Linked DNA regions of Sus scrofa: all the other regions are linked to region 3. A link is a contact called in public HiChIP or PLAC-seq and promoter capture Hi-C data. All regions are on one chromosome and are shown on one strand. Each heading gives the region's core, a stretch centred on a gene start, on an enhancer-like site or on the middle of the called end of the contact. The rest is flanking DNA. Distances are from core to core; before and after follow the strand shown. Region 1 overlaps RBMS1 (RNA-binding motif, single-stranded-interacting protein 1). Region 2 has its middle 69 kb from the start of ITGB6. Region 3 holds the start of RBMS1 (RNA-binding motif, single-stranded-interacting protein 1).

What was found. Promoter capture Hi-C pulls out the DNA fragments that hold promoters and counts their contacts. HiChIP or PLAC-seq counts read pairs in DNA pulled down with a chosen protein or histone mark.
Region 1: a contact with region 3 is called in an H3K27ac HiChIP or PLAC-seq map of alveolar macrophages. The contact joins the enhancer-like site here to the promoter of RBMS1 in region 3. A contact is called at or near these places in 2 of 5 promoter capture datasets (fetal liver and liver), 17 of 47 Hi-C or Micro-C datasets (alveolar macrophages, brain, embryonic fibroblasts and 9 more) and 2 of 2 datasets of contacts at active chromatin or transcription factors (alveolar macrophages and skeletal muscle).
Region 2: a contact with region 3 is called in a promoter capture Hi-C map of fetal liver, with 2.7 times the contacts expected there. The contact joins the enhancer-like site here to the promoter of RBMS1 in region 3. A contact is called at or near these places in 3 of 5 promoter capture datasets (fetal liver, fetal skeletal muscle and liver), 4 of 47 Hi-C or Micro-C datasets (embryonic fibroblasts, fetal skeletal muscle, heart right ventricle and 1 more) and 2 of 2 datasets of contacts at active chromatin or transcription factors (alveolar macrophages and skeletal muscle).

What each region holds. Positions count from the first base shown.
Region 1 is chr15:67,245,550-67,249,665 of Sscrofa11.1, forward strand. All of the region lies in intron 2 of RBMS1 (RNA-binding motif, single-stranded-interacting protein 1), which reads right to left. Among named protein-coding and RNA genes, the nearest start is that of ITGB6, 130 kb to the left of the region's middle. Within about 2 kb of position 2,327, at least 15 of the 83 cell types and tissues checked have an H3K27ac peak or open chromatin away from gene starts, as enhancers often do. A contact at or near this core is called in alveolar macrophages, mesenteric adipose tissue, omental adipose tissue and 1 more, where this site is marked.
Region 2 is chr15:67,188,567-67,192,163 of Sscrofa11.1, forward strand. No RefSeq gene overlaps it. Among named protein-coding and RNA genes, the nearest start is that of ITGB6, 69 kb to the left of the region's middle. Within about 2 kb of position 1,870, at least 40 of the 83 cell types and tissues checked have an H3K27ac peak or open chromatin away from gene starts, as enhancers often do. A contact at or near this core is called in fetal liver, fetal skeletal muscle, retroperitoneal adipose tissue and 1 more, where this site is marked.
Region 3 is chr15:67,407,118-67,411,199 of Sscrofa11.1, forward strand. RBMS1 (RNA-binding motif, single-stranded-interacting protein 1) reads right to left here and starts at 2,310. Exons shown (of 14, transcript XM_003133427.6): 1 at 1,750-2,310. The coding sequence starts at 1,824. It overlaps LOC106506256 (a long non-coding RNA gene), which reads left to right and starts at 2,123. Exons shown (of 3, transcript XR_001301448.2): 1 at 2,123-2,235.

The DNA of each region.
Region 1 (4,116 bases), core at 1,077-3,576, 160 kb before region 3:
TCATTTCTGACTTCAATTTATGAACTGACAATGATAGAGCATTAAAAAAATGTTCTTCTTCTCCCACCAAAACCTACAATGTATTTTCCTTGCTTTGACAATCTCACCCTCATGCTGATATAACACTTCCTCTATGAGAAGGAAGACAATGTTGTATTGGAAAGCAGAGAGAGTTGTCAAGAGCAGGAGACCTCTCCTCAAGTGCTGGTTCAGCCTCTGCCCAGCCCTGTGATTCTGGTGCGGGTGCCTGGCCTCAATGCCCTGACTTAAAACACCTACCCCCTAAAGGCATGATATTGTGACATCATCTGCCTTGTGCACTGCAGTTCGGGGGCCAGGGCATGCTGACACATCACAGATATTTGGCAGCAATAAATGTTAACCTTTTCTCCTTCCCACCCCACCCCCAATTATCTTGAATAAAGGCACTTCTAATTCTTACCACTGGAGAGCACTAAGCTGCATTACACACCTCACCTTCACAATGACATGATTCTGAGCCACAAAATGCTGAGAAAGCGTATGCCTATCATTTCTATAGTTGCTTTTCAGTACGGTTCTTTGCATAGTGAAACCCCTCAATATGTACTGTTTGAATGAATGAAACCAAAACATGCAATACAAATTTTTTCCCCTTAGAGTATTTGTTGTGGGGAATTGAGGGAAGTTGGCAGTTGTGGAGAGAAGGGAAATACATTCTGCCTTGAAAAATGAACACGGCCTTGTGTTTTATCCTAATTTAGCTTATAAAAACAAATGAAGGAAGTAAAGTAATTTAGGAGTTTAACATGGAATTAAAAGTTGCTACCAAAAAGACAACTGTAAAAGGTTGTTGGGGGAAAAAAACCCAAAAAACTAAGAAGAATTTTAGTTCCTAGGTTACTTTTCAAATATCTCTAAATTTGTTACTCCTTTTAAAAGAAAAACTAGAACTCTTACACACACACACACACACACACACACACCCAGTAACAGAGAACTGTGTCAGAGTCTGTAGAAACTGAATGTATTAAACTCCAACACCGAAAATCATCAAGGCCTGCTTCATTCAAAACAAGAACAACGTGACAGAGAGTAAAAGTAAACGTACTCTCTGAAGCAAAGAGGGTTATCTGAAACTATTAAAACGGAGTGTGCAAACTACCTAGAAATTTCTCCTGATTCTGACATGAGCTGAAAACGGCAGGAGTCAAATTGGACATTTCCTAGACTGAACACGAATGTTGGCTTTGATCCAGAACATGGCACCAGCATATTGATTTCCAAATGCTGTCAGGCCATCCTTTTCTAAAGTAATAAATCCTGACTGCCCCACGACCTTGAAAAGCCGGTGTGAAGAACAGACAGAAAAGGAAAATGATATCTATTTTACTCACTTCAGTTCTAAGAAATCTGGGGATGTGATACAAATGTATCATTAGTAAAAAATACACTTGGGCTGGATAGGCAAGGGAATGCTAATGTAGCCTGCCAGCACAGTTGATGTTTCTAAACTTAGATGTTTCATTCAAGGGTCACTCGTGACAATGGTCACGTCTCTTCAGGGCGGATCTAATGGAAAAGGATAAATAGGGCTCCAATGCTGGTTTCCTACTGATCTGCTCCAAATAAGACTATCCTTAGACACTGCAGATAAAGATAAGCAATCATTCCAAAGACAGAGCAATACCGCTCTAAAAATTTCTAATCTTAAAGCTTAAGAAAATCAGAGAAGAATTATCTTTATGTGGGAAAAAAAAAAAAAATGGAGCCAAAGTGAGCCAAAAGCTGTTAAATTACTTTAGTATCAGTTTCACAAAATTTCCATATTTCAATGAAGGTAATAAGACTCTCTCTCTCATGATAGCTTAAATTTGCTGCATCTTCCAGAATGTACAAGTATGAGTGCTGTGAATAAAGACTGGGGCTAAAAGTACTTCTTATTTACATGACATAATCAGGATTTCCCAATCTTGTTGTTTTGAGAAATCTTGCATCATAGGAGAGGCGCTAATGGAAAGGGGACATATCATTCCCATTCTTTAAAAGAACAAAAAAAACCTAGATTCTAGAAAGGCAGGTAAGGCTTATGGAGCTAAAGCAAAATTCCAGAATGGACTGGATAGAGAGACTGGTGAAAAGAACAGGCACCAGAGAAGTCCTTCCCAGGAAGACACCCATGGTGAAACTTTTGCTCTTTCTACCCTGGGGAGTAGTGAGGAAGTCAAGGTTGCTCAGAAATGCTACAAAGTATATTTTGCTTTGAGCTAAATAAAAATCATTATTTGCTGGTGGATTAGACAAGGACATCTGGGAAGAGGAAATGTGGTTTGGATGAGTGGGTAACTAGCTAAACAAGTGACTGAGCTAGTCTGATGGTCAAGGCCGACGCATGTAGGGATGTGTCACAAGGCTCTGTTCTTGGCCAGAACTTTTTCAACATCTAAAAATTGGCACAAATCGGGTCACTGACTGCACTCTTATTAAATATATGAATGTTCCAAAGCTAGTGGGGAATGGTGAATGTAAGGTGGTAGAAATAGTGCTTGGAAATTATTTCAATAGGCTAGAATGAATTCTTGGCCAAAGCCAACACTATAATATTTAATAGGGAAAAATAAGCCTTACGTATAAGTTCCAAAGGGAGGGATAATCAACTGTATAACTTTAGGGAAAGCCTTGGTTTCTCACATGAAAATACCTGGCTTTTCTGGCAAGGAACAAATTCAAGTTCTCTAGATGAAACAGATATAGGTTGCACTGAGAAAAATATACGATCCTGATCTTAGAAAGAAATTATGCTTTGGGGGCTCTTTGCTCACCATCTTCTGACCCCCATAGTGATGGGCTGAACTGGGTACCCCCAAAAGATATGTCCAAGTCCTAAGCTCCAGTGACTGTGAATGTGGTCTGATTTGGACATAGGGTCTTTGCAGATATAACTGAATTAAGATAAGGCCATTAGGGTAGGCCCACATCCAATGTTACAGGTGTCCTTCTAAGAGGGAATCTGGACCCAGACAGAATCACAGGGAGAAGGTATGTGTTGACTGAGATGAGCCCGGGGATGCAGCTGTGAACCAGAGCACTAAGAACTGCAGGCAAAGCACCACCAGCTGTACGGGGAAGGATTCTCCCTTAAGCTTTCAGAGGGAACATGGTTCTACTGACACCTTAATTTTGGACTTCTAGCCTCTAAAACTGTGGGATAATAACACATTATTTTAAGTCATCAAGTTTGTGGTACTCTGCAACAGCAACCCTGGGAATTCACACAGCTCCAGCTGCCTTTTGATCCTGTATAAGGCCCTGCGCTTGTCCTGCTCCATCTTCATCTTCTGCCCTTCAAGAAGTTACTTCACTGGGGAAATTCAGTCTCATTCTGCAAGGCTCAGTTTCATGGTTCTCTCCAGTAGCAGCAAGCCTTCTCTGACCTTCCCTGACCAAGCTAAGCGCTGCCTCTGCACTGGCCCGAGGCAGTGGGTCCTCAGTGTTCTTGGTGCAGCCCTCGGCCCGCTGCTACACCAACCCCATGTCTGCATCCGCATCACATCAGTCTGTGTTCCCTCAGACTGCTTTCCTCTTAGCATCTCAGGCCCTGGCATAGTGCCTGGCAAAAAATAATCAGTCAAAATTTAGGAGGAAGGAACGGAGGAATAAAAGAATAACAACAGCCCACTTTAACTGAGTGCTTTCTACGTCAAAGGCGTTTGTTCTAAACATCTCCTTGTACCTCATCTGAGCTCTTTCAGAGACTAAGCTTGGTAGACACAGGTCTAGAAATATATCCTATGAGGATGGAATGGCTGACAGCCTTGCAGATGCTCACATGGAAAAGAAAAAACTCTAAAGAAGTCCTATCTAAAAACTATCTTGAGGAGTTCCGGTCATGGCTCAGTGGTTAACGAATCCGACTAGGAACCATGAGGTTGTGGGTTCGATCCCTAGTCTTGCTCAGTGGGTTAAGGATCCGGCATTGCCGTGAGCTGTGGTGTAGGTTGCAGATACGACTAGGATCCCGCATTGCTGTGGCTCTGGCGTAGGCCGGAGGCTATAGCTCCGATTAGACCCCTAGCCTGGGAACCTCCATACGCTGTGGGAGTGGCCCAAGAAATGGCGAAAAGACAAAATAAAATA
Region 2 (3,597 bases), core at 620-3,119, 220 kb before region 3:
AAAAAAAAAAAAAAAAAAAAAAAAAGAGAGAGAGAGAGAGAGAGGGAGGGAGAGAGGGAGAGAGAGAACATAGGGATTTTAACTGACTACAAGCTTTAGGAACTGAGAAGTCAAAAAGGAAACCACTTCATGGAAGGGTAGAGATGAGCAAGAGACAGGGGTTCTGGGTTTTATCCTGAGTTACCTGTGGTGTCTGTGGAGGGTGAGCTGATGAGGAACAGTTCAAGCTACAAGTAATGTTCAACCCAGAGATTTATGGAGCTGGCAGTTTCCCACATTTGAAGGATGATTGATTTGTGTCATTTTAAAAAAAGATTTAAAAAATAAATGGCCATGCAGTAAAAGAGACTTTTTGGGGTCTACATTTCTATGAATTTTAGCACATGTGTAGATTGGTATAACCACCACAATCAGCATTTAGAGTAGTTTCATCACTCCTCCTAAACTCCCCTGTACTATCCCTTTATAGGCACATCTTCCTGTCCCCTTGAACTCCTGGCAGTCACTGATAGGCTCTCTGTCACTGTGCTTTGTCTTTCCAACAACAGCAATGATCAACTTATCCCATGGCTTCTCAGTTGGCAGAACTAAGGCTGATAGTTAGAAATTACAAAATTTTGGAGTTCCCGTCGTGGCTCAGTGGTTAATGAATCTGACTAGGAACCATGGGGTTGTGTGTTTGATCCCTGGCCTTGCTCAGTGGGTTAGGGATCCAGAGTTGCTGTGAGCTGTGGTGTAGGTCACAGACGCAGCTCGGATCTGGCATTGCTGTGGCTCTGGTGTAGGCCGGCGGCTACATTTCCGATTGGACCCCTAGCCTGGCAACCTCCATACGCCATGGGTGCGGCCCTAGAAAAGGCAAAAAGACAAAAAAAAAAAAAAAAAAAAAAAAAAAAGAAATTACAAAATTGCAAATTTGACTCCTTAAACAAGTTTGAGAGCTGCTCTCCAAAGATACAGGTTGTCGAGAGAGGTGGGAAGTGCCCCATCACTGGAAGTATTCAAGCAGAGGAAGTGGCTTCAGGGATATTAGAGGGTAGGAATTACCCACAGTCTTGTTGATAATCCGTATCTTGTGTAAATGAGCAGTGGAATAACCTAGATCGAATCTCGGTCACATTAAAAAAAATAATAGCATTAAAGTTGGTATTTAATCCAAAGCCACCTGTTTTCAATTCTGAGCAGCCCAGAGACCTGCCAGCACGTTTTTGCAGCCTCAAGTCACAAGACTTCCTCCCCTGCCCCCTCCTTCCTTGAGCCTTAAAGGTCACATGTAGGAGTCCCCTGGTGACCAACTGGGTTAAGTATCCGACGTTGTCACTGCTGAAGTTCGGGTCCCTGCTGCAGCATGGGTTCGATGCCCGGCCCAGGAACTTCCACAGGCAGCATTTGCGGCCAAGAAAAAAAAAAAAAAGGTCATTTAAGTTACACTCCAATATGAGCAACAATGCTTTCATGAGGGAGCTGCCAGCATCGGGCAACGTGATTTTCTCTTTGTTAGTTCTTTCAATTAACCCCCAATTCAAGAACCCTGTAATCCCCGACGATGTGTGTCCTGTGTCCGGGGATCCTCAGTTTACATCAGCAGCGCCCCCTCCCAGGCCATCTCTGGTCTGGCGCTCGCAGCTGCAGGTGAAGAGCGACAAAATCTCCCTCTAGTGGCTCAAGTGAGAACACTCCCGAGCCCTGCAAAGACCCAAAGCGTTAGAAGCCAGGACGGACAAAGACTGAGCCACTCCGGGGCACTTCCACCGCGTTGAAATCCCATCGACTGGCCGAGTTCATCCACACGAAGGATGGGCGCAGGGCGTAGCCTCCCAGTCCCGTGGGCATCGCCGCGCCTACCAACGGCCACCTAGCTGGTGGCCCGGGTTGCCCGCGTTCTCAGCCGCCACGAGAGGTGCTGAGCTCATCTCATTGTTATTTGAGGGGAAGAACCTGCTGGGCTTTTCTTTAATCCTGAGGTCCGAGTTCTCTTCACTCCTCACCCACTTGCTATCTTCTGAAGCTTTTTGTGCATGGGGGGATGGGGGTGATGACGACAGGTCTGTGACTTTTACCCCAAGGCAGCTGGATATTTTCCCTTTTGGTTACTCTTGTGGAATGAGGATATCCACGTCAGATCTGAACATTTTTGAGCCCTCCCTCAGGCTGGGAGGTACTGCCTTTCTCCCAGTGAATTTTTAATCAGCTTTTATGGAATTTGAGAGAAGGTGGAATTCAGGTTCGTGGATTTACCCTATGCTACTGCCTGTGAAGGGTGAGAACCCTGGGCTCCCTGTCCACCCCTGCTATTCCTCATCCCTGCCTGTTCAGAGGAGAGGGAGCCTGCTTTCCTGCGAGCTGCTGCCAGCTTTCTCCCTCCCTTCCCAGGAAAGAATTCCTCCCAGATGCTCGGACCCAGGCCACCTCCGACCAAGAGGGAGTCCTGGCTCCTAACCACTGGAGGAGCCACAGCTTTTCAGTAAGGTGGCGTCAATCCCCAAATGCCCCACAGATCCTCTGTGAGGGACAGCTCTGTTTTAGCCATCAGCACTTGGTTGGCTCAGTCCTGCTGCAGATAGAAAAGGTGCTCTGAAAAAATGGTATCAGTTTGTGTAAAGACTGCCACTGGATGTCCCAGGACTCCAATGACATAAAACATCTTAAAATATGAGAACAAAAATAATGTTAACAAAACTTAAGGTGCCCAACGTATTTCTTTCCTGCCTCTTGGTTGGTGGTCATGGGCGAAAGAGCCTGGGAACAAGTGAGGCAGGGGCAGATCATGAGGCCACAAAGCTTACATTCTTAGCGGCCTGCGTGGATCTCAATGAGGCCATGCTTTGCTCCGGCCCCAACTCCTTTCTCTCTGAAGCTCTGGTTATCATCAGAGGACCCCGTTTCTTTTCTCAAAGAGCCAGTGGGCAGCAGGGCTCTCCCGGCTCTGGCAAGTCATGTACTCTAAACCCCAGGTATCTAATTCACATCGCCCATCGAGAGCCCTGGCAAGTCATGTACTCTAAACCCCAGGTATCTAATTCACATCGCCCATCGTCCACACTGTAGGGCAGGCATTGTAGAAATGGAGGCTATGAGTATTTTTCTTGCCCACTCCTTTCACCAGGAAAGAATCACTGGGCAGCAGAAACAGAATCTTGTAAGACGCTAAAACATTTCATTCACTTTGGGTAAAAGGAGTTAATCTCTTGTACTAAGAGCCTTCGCTAAAGCATGTCAGTGTGGAAGAGAGCTGCTGTTCCTCCCCATGAGTGTGGCGCTGGAGCCTCCTACTGGGGATGGCCAAATGAAGTCACTATAGGAGGCCTGGGTCAGCGAGGCACAGATAAGTTCCTCCTGAAATCCTAACCTGTGAGCCTGCTTACCAGAGATGGGACACTTTCTGCCCCCTTGCTGGGAAATGACAGTGCCACAGTTCAAAAGGTAGCAGCAATAAGGACAGAGGAAGGAGAGGGGTCTGGCTCACTGGTCCTTAAGAACAGACCAAAGATGGACTTTATTGAGAAGAAATATGGTGGCTGCCCCTGTACACGAACTGAAAGTAGTAAAAAGAAGGTCTGGGAAGGTTTTTCCAATTCTTTTAAAGGAAATATACCT
Region 3 (4,082 bases), core at 1,060-3,559:
ATTAGCTATATTAAATGCTATGCACTTGGTTTCTAACTTACCAATGGTATATAAAAATTACTAGGGTGGATGTGCCTGTATAAACATGGCCTTTTTTCTTCTTCACCTGAGGGTACGCTATTTATTATTCATATAGTTAAACGTTGAATAGGCTGTCCTTTAGGTACCCAATGCTGCGCAATCTAAACAAGTGCATTAAACACATGTGATATCTAAAAAGCAATGCATTGATTACACTTAAAATTTCTTTGAACAACTTATATTTACAATGTAGCTCACCAAAATCGGGTACCTCCCTCCCGTCCATGAAAACAAATACCAAAGTGACCACACAGAAATGAATAATGCTCAACCATCTTGCTGCTTTTCCGAAAACCAAAGTAAAATGAAAATAGGAGGAGGGTGAAATAAGGCCCTTGAAGGCTAACAAATGTCTGGTCTCTATGCGGACAAGTGTCCTTTTTACATGGACAGATACAGAACTAGGGTGTAAGTACCTTAACATGGACCACACACACTTTAAGAAAGAAAAGCTTATCAAGGTTCAATCAGAGATTCTTTGTACCAGGCCAGAAATGCCCTGTGTCAGCAAGCAGAGCATGATTATAACCCCTCAAAGAAAGTTCAGATACTGTGCCCATACTTGATTCTTTCGTGATCTACAAGGGCACCAGGAGTCAAGGGAGATGCTAATTGCTGAAGAAGGCTGGTAGCCAACTTATGCCCTCCTAAACCGTGGAAGAAGCTTCCAAAGCAGTGAAACCCTCACTCTTTGTGGACCCATTTTTTTTTTTTCAAATGAATTCAGGAGGAATCAAATTCTTATTGTAAAAATAGCATAGGCCCACTAACAACGTACCCAGGGTCCCTAGAAAGCCAGTCGCAATCTGTATGCAACATGTCATCTGCTGTGTCACCCAAGAGTGTGACAAGGCCACTTTTGAGAAAGCACCACTGGAAATCGATCGGTGGTAAACATATAAGGTAGTATTTTTCTAAACTAAATACGAAGTCACTTCTTTCTCTGCACCGAAATATGCCCATTGTCCGTCCTTTGCAAAAGCTACAGGGAAGATTAAAGGGACATCAATGAACGCTGAGTGAACTTTGGCCACTTTTCTACCCAAAACACCAGCGTAAAAGTAGAAATCAGTAACCAGGTGAAGTGCCACACCGCACAAAGATCAACGCGAGGGGCGGGCGCGCAGGGCCGGAGGCGGGGAGGGAAAAGTCCCGTCCCCCCCACCCCCAACCCCTCCAGCCCCAGTCACCGCGCGCGCGGGAGGCTGAGGGGCGTCCCCGGGGGCGGGAGGCTCCGCGCCACTCGGAGGGAAACCGAGAGTTGCTGCTCGCCACGCGAGGCCCAGGAGAAGGTGGTCGAAGATCCGCGCCGCCGGCGGGGCCGGGCACGGGCCCCAGGCGTCAGCGACCCAGCAGCAGACGCTCGACGAGGGGCGCCGCTCGGCTCGCGACCCTCCCCGCCTCCCAGGCCAGGAAGGGGCCGGCGGCTCTTTCCTGTCTAGTCTCTCCCCCCGCGGCTCTCTGTAACCCGATCCCCGCACTCCGCTCCGCGGGCAGCCGCCGCCCGGCGCGCAGCCTGGCTTCGCCCAGGCCAGCGCTATAGTTAGCAACCTTCCAGCAACTCCGCCGGGGGCGGCGGGGACTAGCCGCGCGCCCCTTCCGGGCCCGAGCAGCGCGCGCCCCCGGCGTCCCCTCCTCCCGGGTCCCCTGTCTCCCGCTCCCCCTTACCTTCGCTTGAAGATACTGGGGGTAATAGTAGGTGGCGTACTGAGGGTACATCTGCTGTTTCCACACTTTGCCCATGAAGCTGGAAGGGAGCCTGCCGTGCAGGGTCGCGGGCACTTTGAGGTTTCCAAGTCTCGATCTCTCCTGCCTCTCCCTTTCCGGCGGCGGCGGCGGCGGCGGCTGCCGCTGCTCCACCTCCCAGCCCGGACCAGACGTCCTCCTCCTCCTCCTTCCTCTCCTCCTCCTCCTTCTTCTCCCAGGCACAGAGAAAGACACTGCAGAGCGCAGAGGGCACCCCGGACAGGGCGCTCCCAAGGAGTTGCCTCCCGGAGCCCAACTGCTCCGGGGCTGCCAAGGACTGGCGCTCTGGCAGCGCTCCGCTCCGGCAAGCAGGCTGAGCGGGGCCAGGAGGTGATCAATACCAGTGGAAAGTGCTGCTGCGGCGGCGGCGGCGGCGGCGGCTGCGCTCGGTGCCAGGCGGCATCTGGGGTGGGTGCGCCCGATTGGGAGAGGGGAGAGGGGCTGGCGGGCCGAGGCCGTGGGGGAAGGGCGGTGGGGGCGTGGCTTGGGCGCCGTGGAGCCGGGACCGGCTGGAGGTGAGGGCTGAGTTTTAACCACTCCTCACCTCCCAGGCTCGGGGTTGGACGGGCGGAAACCTTGGGAGTCCGGATCGCTTTGTGTTGAGGGTAAAGGGTGGGGTTGGATTTGGGGGGGACACAGCTTAAGAACTGCAGAGTGGACACCTCGTTTGCTTTCATGAGTTTTTATCTCGAGAGAGAGGGGAGGTAAGGGGGAACGAGAAGGAAATCTGATTAATCTCTTACTCTCCCCCCCAATGATTTTTTTTTTCCTTTTTTTTTCACAAGGGAAGGAAAATAATTTGGTGTCCAACCACAAAGCTGGAGTCAGAATGCCTGGGTTCTGTCCCTTCCATTCCCACCCCCCCTCAGGCCACAACACTAATTTTCTAGATGACCTTGGGAGGTTTAGTGTCCTTCGGTATGGTTTTCCCAGATGTGAGAGGTGAAATCATGCCCTCTGCACCAGAGGAGGCAAAGCGGTCGGGTGCGCGCGCAAGCGCACCACACACACACACACACACACACACACACACCCACACCACCCTCACAACAAATAGACGGATCCTTCTAAGGGGGAGATGCCGCAGAGAGGCAGAACGTTATTATCAGAGGACACAATATAGACATCAGCTTTTCTCTGCCTCTTTCTAACGCTGCCAGACAGTCTGTCAACTCCCACTCAGGAGCAAGGAAACTCCCTGAGTTTGGAATATTTTAAGGCCATTTTGAAAGTCACGCTGGCATATTGTTGCAGTGTGCTTCTGTGACATATTAAAATCAATCTCTTTCTGCCTCTCTCCATCTCCTAATTGTCACAGCTCCAGACAGCCCCAGACAGCAGTGGTTCAGTTCACTACATAACTGGATATAATTTAATGGAGTTAATTGGTCCCTTAAGCTGCCTGTAGAAGACTTTTATATTCCAGCGCAACAAGAGATAATACTAAAATGTACAAATAGGATAAGTAAGAAAGCACTTTCAAATTGGAGATCTTGCACATCTAATAAAATGTAATGAAAAATTAATTTGTTATTAAATAGACCTTGATCACTTCGTTTTGTCATTTTGATTTTCTGACAGTCTGTGTTCATAGTTGCACAAAGGTAAATCAAACTGAAATGGAATGCATGATTTCGTTAAACAGTGACATTTTTATTTGATTACATTTCAAAAGGCTTAATAAGGTACTTTAAAACAATGCAATAGTGAAATGAAACCTTTATCACCTTTATATGATTTAGACAAATTTCTGGGTTATACATTGTGAAAAAACAAATTTTTGGATATGCCGGGAGGCAAATCATGTTCTCTTAAAAATAATTAAGAGTTAACCTATGTCAAATCCTACAAAGAAACAAGTATTGCTTGAGCTTCTGCTGTGTGGTGGGCCCTGCTGAGGTCAATGTCAATCTGGATGTTGGTTCAGAAGGTTCATTGTCTAGCTAGGGGAGCTAAAAATAGTTCTTTACACTGTTTCTATGTGGGACCCTTTAATGTATTTGATAAGGGAACTGATATGAACTAACCTAAGAACCTAGGAGGTCTAGGAGTGATGGTTTAGAGAAGGGACTGAAGGAGGAGAAATTAGTTAAGAACAATTTCAGGAGTTCTAGGCACGAGTTGATAAAAGAAATTACCAAACTTAGACTGTTCTACTTATTTCTGGATGATGAAAATTCAGCCTGTGTTACAAAGCCCAGAAGCACACCCACAATTATGTAGACACTTGATTTATGACTGTGTTGGTATTGCAG